Linked DNA regions of Danio rerio: region 2 is linked to region 1. Evidence: chromatin contacts called from public Hi-C data. All regions are on one chromosome and are shown on one strand. Each heading gives the region's core, a stretch centred on a gene start, on an enhancer-like site or on the middle of the called end of the contact. The rest is flanking DNA. Distances are from core to core; before and after follow the strand shown. Region 1 holds the start of nkx6.2 (NK6 homeobox 2). Region 2 holds the start of tmem254 (transmembrane protein 254).

What was found. A called contact is a pair of places that touch in the nucleus more often than the background predicts.
Region 2: a contact with region 1 is called in a Hi-C map of hematopoietic stem cells, with 2.4 times the contacts expected there. The contact joins the promoter of tmem254 here to the promoter of nkx6.2 in region 1. A contact is called at or near these places in 3 of 18 Hi-C or Micro-C datasets (caudal fin, hematopoietic stem cells and an unstated tissue).

Annotation. Positions count from the first base shown.
Region 1 is chr13:55,869,909-55,872,698 of GRCz12tu, forward strand. nkx6.2 (NK6 homeobox 2) reads left to right here and starts at 1,376. Exons shown (of 3, transcript NM_001135784.2): 1 at 1,376-2,041; 2 at 2,366-2,538. The coding sequence starts at 1,627.
Region 2 is chr13:56,298,623-56,301,322 of GRCz12tu, forward strand. It overlaps tmem254 (transmembrane protein 254), which reads right to left and starts at 1,348. Exons shown (of 4, transcript NM_200370.2): 1 at 1,122-1,348. The coding sequence starts at 1,208.

The DNA of each region.
Region 1 (2,790 bases), core at 126-2,625:
GAAAATTTAGTAGTTACAACCACATTACAATAAGCGATTCATGTAAAATTACAGGTGAAATCGGAAATCAAATATCCCACTTTAAATTGGTTTGAATTATGTTATTTGTTTGGGCGACACATTTAAAAAATAGTCACTATATTAATGAATAAGTTTATAAATGTAAAACAAATATAGGCTAGATAATATCCGCAAAACCCGCATTGTCGCAATCATTTTATCTGTTAACCCACAGAATGAATAAATAACTGGATTGTTATTTATGTCATTTAAGCTCGTATTGTTTTAATGGAAAATGTGTAAAGTCATCGTCATATTTCACACGGCGCGTTTCTGCTTTCTCGTTGTTTTGATGAAGGTCTAAATAATGTTGAACCCTTTTAAATTCGCCACGGTCATATTTCATCCCCGCAGATCCATAAAACATGAGCGCTGCACTTAAACAGATGATCTCTGTCTGTCTCCACAAAACACACAGCAGAAAACACTCCAGTCAAGATCACGGAGAGATCGCGGAGAAATGCGGCATTGTTGTTTTAACAATGCCAATGTACTACATCAGCTCGGCTAAATGAAGGAATGAATGATCTCAGAGCAGAAGAAAAGAAATGCAGTGGAGAATCAGATATTATCAGCATATATTAAGATTAAAACTGATAATAAAAACACCCTGCATGGGGAAAAACACGCGCTAATGGATGCGTTAAATTATACACCAAACAACTCGTGTTATACATTATTTTAAATGATTAATTGAGTAGTGGTTTAGTAACAACTCGTCTGCTTTTAAAACTTAGACTGAAATAAAAGATTGCAATATGTTAAACATGCAAATATTAAGTTATTCGTTTGATAATAACCTGAGATATACAAAACAGAGGACGCGATTAAATAATAGCCTATTTTCCCCATGCAATATTGATGTTTAAAAAAACACGCACGATGCGAAGTAATAAGACGCGATACTTTAATCGCACTTTATTACTATCTACTGCATCTAACGCGATGGATGGATATGCGAGCGCTAATTATCTGTTAAACATCAGTATATGGACTAAGCTAAACAAACGACCGAGCGCTTATTAATATGATTAGACACAGCTGTATGAGGTTAATGTACTTACTCTGCCACCGGCGTCATAAAGTAAACGCGTCTATTGTGTCAAACGCAGAAACAATGATTTCTACAGTGCGACGCGTCATTAATGCCGCTTCAATACGAGCTTGATGGAGTGCGGCTTTGTGGCGTTTGCGCGCATGCAAATTCCCCGCCGCGCGTCCTCCAATCACAGCGTGGCGTCACTTAGAGTCTTCCAATAGGGGAGTCGCGCTCGCAGGTGGCGGCGAGGTTATCAGCTCGTCGTCGCTGCCGGAGCGCATTGACCGGGGAATCGCACCTCAGATGCGGGGAACACGCTGCACTCGAAGCGGCCGTCAGATCTGCCGAACACCGCCGATTGGATTGCGCTCCGGAAACTCACTCGCGCGTGGGAAACATTTGCAAAGTTTCGCCTCCAGTTGAAAGTTCAGTTGGATGAGCTGTCAAACTTTATTTGCTGTACTTTGTGTGTGCTGTGTTCTTGGTTTTTGTTTCTCCGCGGTTTGTCCTGTGGCTCCGGCGCACCAATGTTAGCGGTGGGACAGATGGATAGTAACCGGCAGAGTGCGTTCGTCCTGGGCAGCACTCCACTGGCTGCGCTGCACAACATGACCGAGATGAAGACCTCTTTATTCCCGTACGCTCTGCAGAGTCCCGCCGGCTTCAAGGCTCCTTCTCTCGGCAACCTGAACTCTCAGATCCCGCTGGGGACGCCTCATGGAATAAGCGATATTTTGGGCAGACCCATCACCACTGCAGGACAGCTGCTCTCGGGTTTCCCTAGGATCAACGGATTGGCCACTTCAGCCGGGATGTACTTCAACCCGGCGGCCGTTTCTAGATACCCCAAACCGCTGACGGAGCTGCCCGGGCGGGCGCCCATATTCTGGCCGGGAATGATGCAAGGCTCGCCGTGGAGAGACCCGCGGGTTCCCTGTGCGGGTGAGTTTTGCGCGCTTGATCGAAATCAAGCTTAGATCCTCGAGTTGGAATATTTTATTGTACTTTTTTAAAACGCTGTGTTATTTAAACCCACATTTATTGCGAAATGTCCACAAATGCAACCAGTGCGTTAAATCTGCGCTATGCGTTAATTGCCTAAACTAGCCGAGAAGTCGGTTTTGTTCATATTTTAACCAGCATGTTTTTATTTACAGAGTGTGGTGTTTGACACTTGTTGGCTCTCAGTGACATGACAGCGCAATCTCTCATGAAGTTGAGTGGGTTTATTAGCTGACCGTGTCTCGTTTTTTTCTTCTTCTTCAGCCCAAGCAAACATGATGCTGGACAAAGATGGCAAGAAGAAACATTCCAGACCGACTTTTTCAGGACAGCAGATTTTCGCACTGGAGAAAACCTTCGAGCAGACCAAATATCTGGCCGGTCCGGAGAGAGCCAGACTCGCCTATTCTCTGGGAATGACCGAGAGCCAAGTCAAGGTAAACACAAAACTCCCAGATCAATCTAAGACTTAACTTCTCACAGCTGAAAACCACCAATAAGTTTGCAAAGCAGAGAGATGAGAGGTCGCACCGTTAATTTAGGACGCGGATAATTGCGGATAACTAATAATGTTTTCCTAACAATTTTGTTGTCATTAGGACACATTTAGGCCTTTGCTTTACGAAAACCCTGCTCAACTTTTTAATTACTTTAAAATAGGAAACAAATATTTGCTCTTAATTACATGT
Region 2 (2,700 bases), core at 98-2,597, 430 kb after region 1:
AACACAAAAGTAATCTAAATGTAATCCAAAAATAGTCAAATTAATTTAAATGTGTAATCTGAGAGATTATATTACTGATTACACTTTTTACCATGTAATCAAACAAGGGTTAGTGCAAAAGTAATCCAAACGTAATTCAAAAGTAGTCAGATTATATTACTATAAATGTGCAATCAGAGAGATTATATTACTGATTATAGTTTTCCCATGTAACCAAACAATCCTAACACGAAAGTAATCTAAATGTAATCCAAAAGTAATCCAACTACTTTACCATAAATGTACAATCTGAGAGATTATTATTGATTACAGTTTTTATCATATAATCAAATAAGTGTTAGCACAAAAGTAATCCAAATGTAATCCGAAGGTAGTCAGATTACTTTAAATGTGTAATCTGAGAGATTATATTACTGATTATTTTTTGCCATGTAATCAAACAATGGTTAACACAAAAGTAGTCTAAATGTAATCCAAAAGTAATCCAATTACTTTATCATAAATGTGAAATCTGAGAGATTATATTACTGATACCTTTTTTGCCATGTAAACAAGCAGAAGTAATTCTAACACAAAAGTAATCTAAATGTAATCCAAAAGTATTCAATTACTTTAAATGAGTAATCTAAAAGATTATAGGACTAACTCGTTTTCATCATGTAGCACAAAAGTAAGTGTTAGCACAAAAGTAATTTAAAAGCAATCCAAAGGTAGTCTAGAGAAAAGTAGATTACCTCATGTTTAATCTGAGCGATGATATTACTGATTACACATTTTAAGTTATTTGTAATTAATACCTGATTACAATTCTTAAATAACCCACACAGTTCTGTATGTGTATCATTACACACGAATATATACAGGCATATAAATGTGTTCAGCGGGACTTTGACCCCTCGTGCAGTGTGTGTGTGTGTGTGTGTGTGTGTGTGTGTGTGTGTGTGTGTACTGTAGTAAACTTTGGCACTGTGGTAAAGTTCACTCCTTCTTCTCTTCATGAATTCTCAGATCATCTACACAGCTCAAGCACGCTGACGGTATGCACAGCTCGGGCATGTTGTGGGTCAGTTTATCCTCAGTTTGGCTGCTTCTGCTGAATAATTGATCAAGTTTTCTCTTACCGTGTAAAAGGCCAGCGCGAGGCTCACCGTCAGCATCCAGAACACACTGGTCCTCCTGAAGAACGAGCTGCCGTCAGTCTTCGCCATGATGAACACTGTAAACTTAATTAACTACACCAATTAATCAAACTAAACTAACTTAAATAAACGAACATGAGCGGAGCTGGACGCGTCTCTCTCAGCCGTCAATCAGCCAGTCACCATAGAGATCGCGGAGTACAGGAAGTGACATGGCGCCACACAATAAAAGTCCTGTAATGTTATTACGTTTTACGTTTCTGTGAGGAGTAGACGTTGATGAAATATAATTTAATGGGTAATTTAATAAATATTTCTGGCTATAATGACTGCTTTTACGTTACTCTGAGGGGTAGATGTTCATAAAATATAATATATAATTAATTAATAAATATTTCTCGTTATATTCACGTGAGGGGTTGGGGCAGAGGTAGATGTAAATAAAATACAATTAAATGGGCAATTTAATAATTAACTTGAATAATAATCTGTATTATGACTGTTTTACATCACTGTGAGGGGTTAGGGCAGGGGTAGACATTAATAAATATAATTTAATGTGTATTTTAGTAAATAATATAAATAATTCTTGTTATAAATACTGTATTTACATCACTGTGAGGGATTAGGGTTGGAGTAGATATTAATAAAATAGAATTTAATGTGTAATTGAATAAATAATTAATTCTTGTTGTGGTTACGGGTTTGACATTACTGTGAGGGCGAGAGGTTAATAAAATACAATTGAATGTGTAATTTAATGTCTTTCTGAACTCCATTAGACACAGAGGAATAAATATGACAAGATCCATTTTATTAGAAAAAGGTCTGTACATTTGCTGTGTCGGAAAACAGAAATCACACACAGTACATCAGAACCAGTGTTACTCTCAGCCTCTAACAGCCCAGAGGAACGGGAGCAGATGAAGATTAATGATTAACATCCATCTTCAGGCAGTATTATGTGCTAAAGTGTGGACAAAAGTCAAGTTTCAAATCCTTCATTCGTCTGCAAATGATGAGCTTCAGTCTGATCTCTAGAATCAAGGCATTCAGAAAGTGACGCTCAAGAGCACTTGGAGCTGCTGTCACCCACATGAACAATACTGTAGTGCTTTATAATAAATACTGTAGTTATTTACAACCATACTATAGTCAGGTGTGTTATTATATTATACTATAGCATTTCCTATAGCAACTCTTTATTAACACATGCTCCAGCATACTGCACTACTAACTACAGTATAGTGAACTGATAAACCGTAATAAATACTGTAGCATACTTTAGTCTTCACTACAGGAAACTGTGGTGTATTGATGTATAATATACCCTACAGTCACAGGAAACTGTTTATGTAGTTATTGTGTTACCATAGCAACTATAGAATCCATAGCAACTATAGAATCACCACAACAGATTAACTACTATAGTTTTAGTTACCATAGCAACCATGAAATCACAACAGATGAATTACTGTAGCTGTAACCATAGCAACTATAGAATCATCACCAACAGATTAGGTTTTTGTTACCATAGCAACTATAAATTCACCTTAACAGA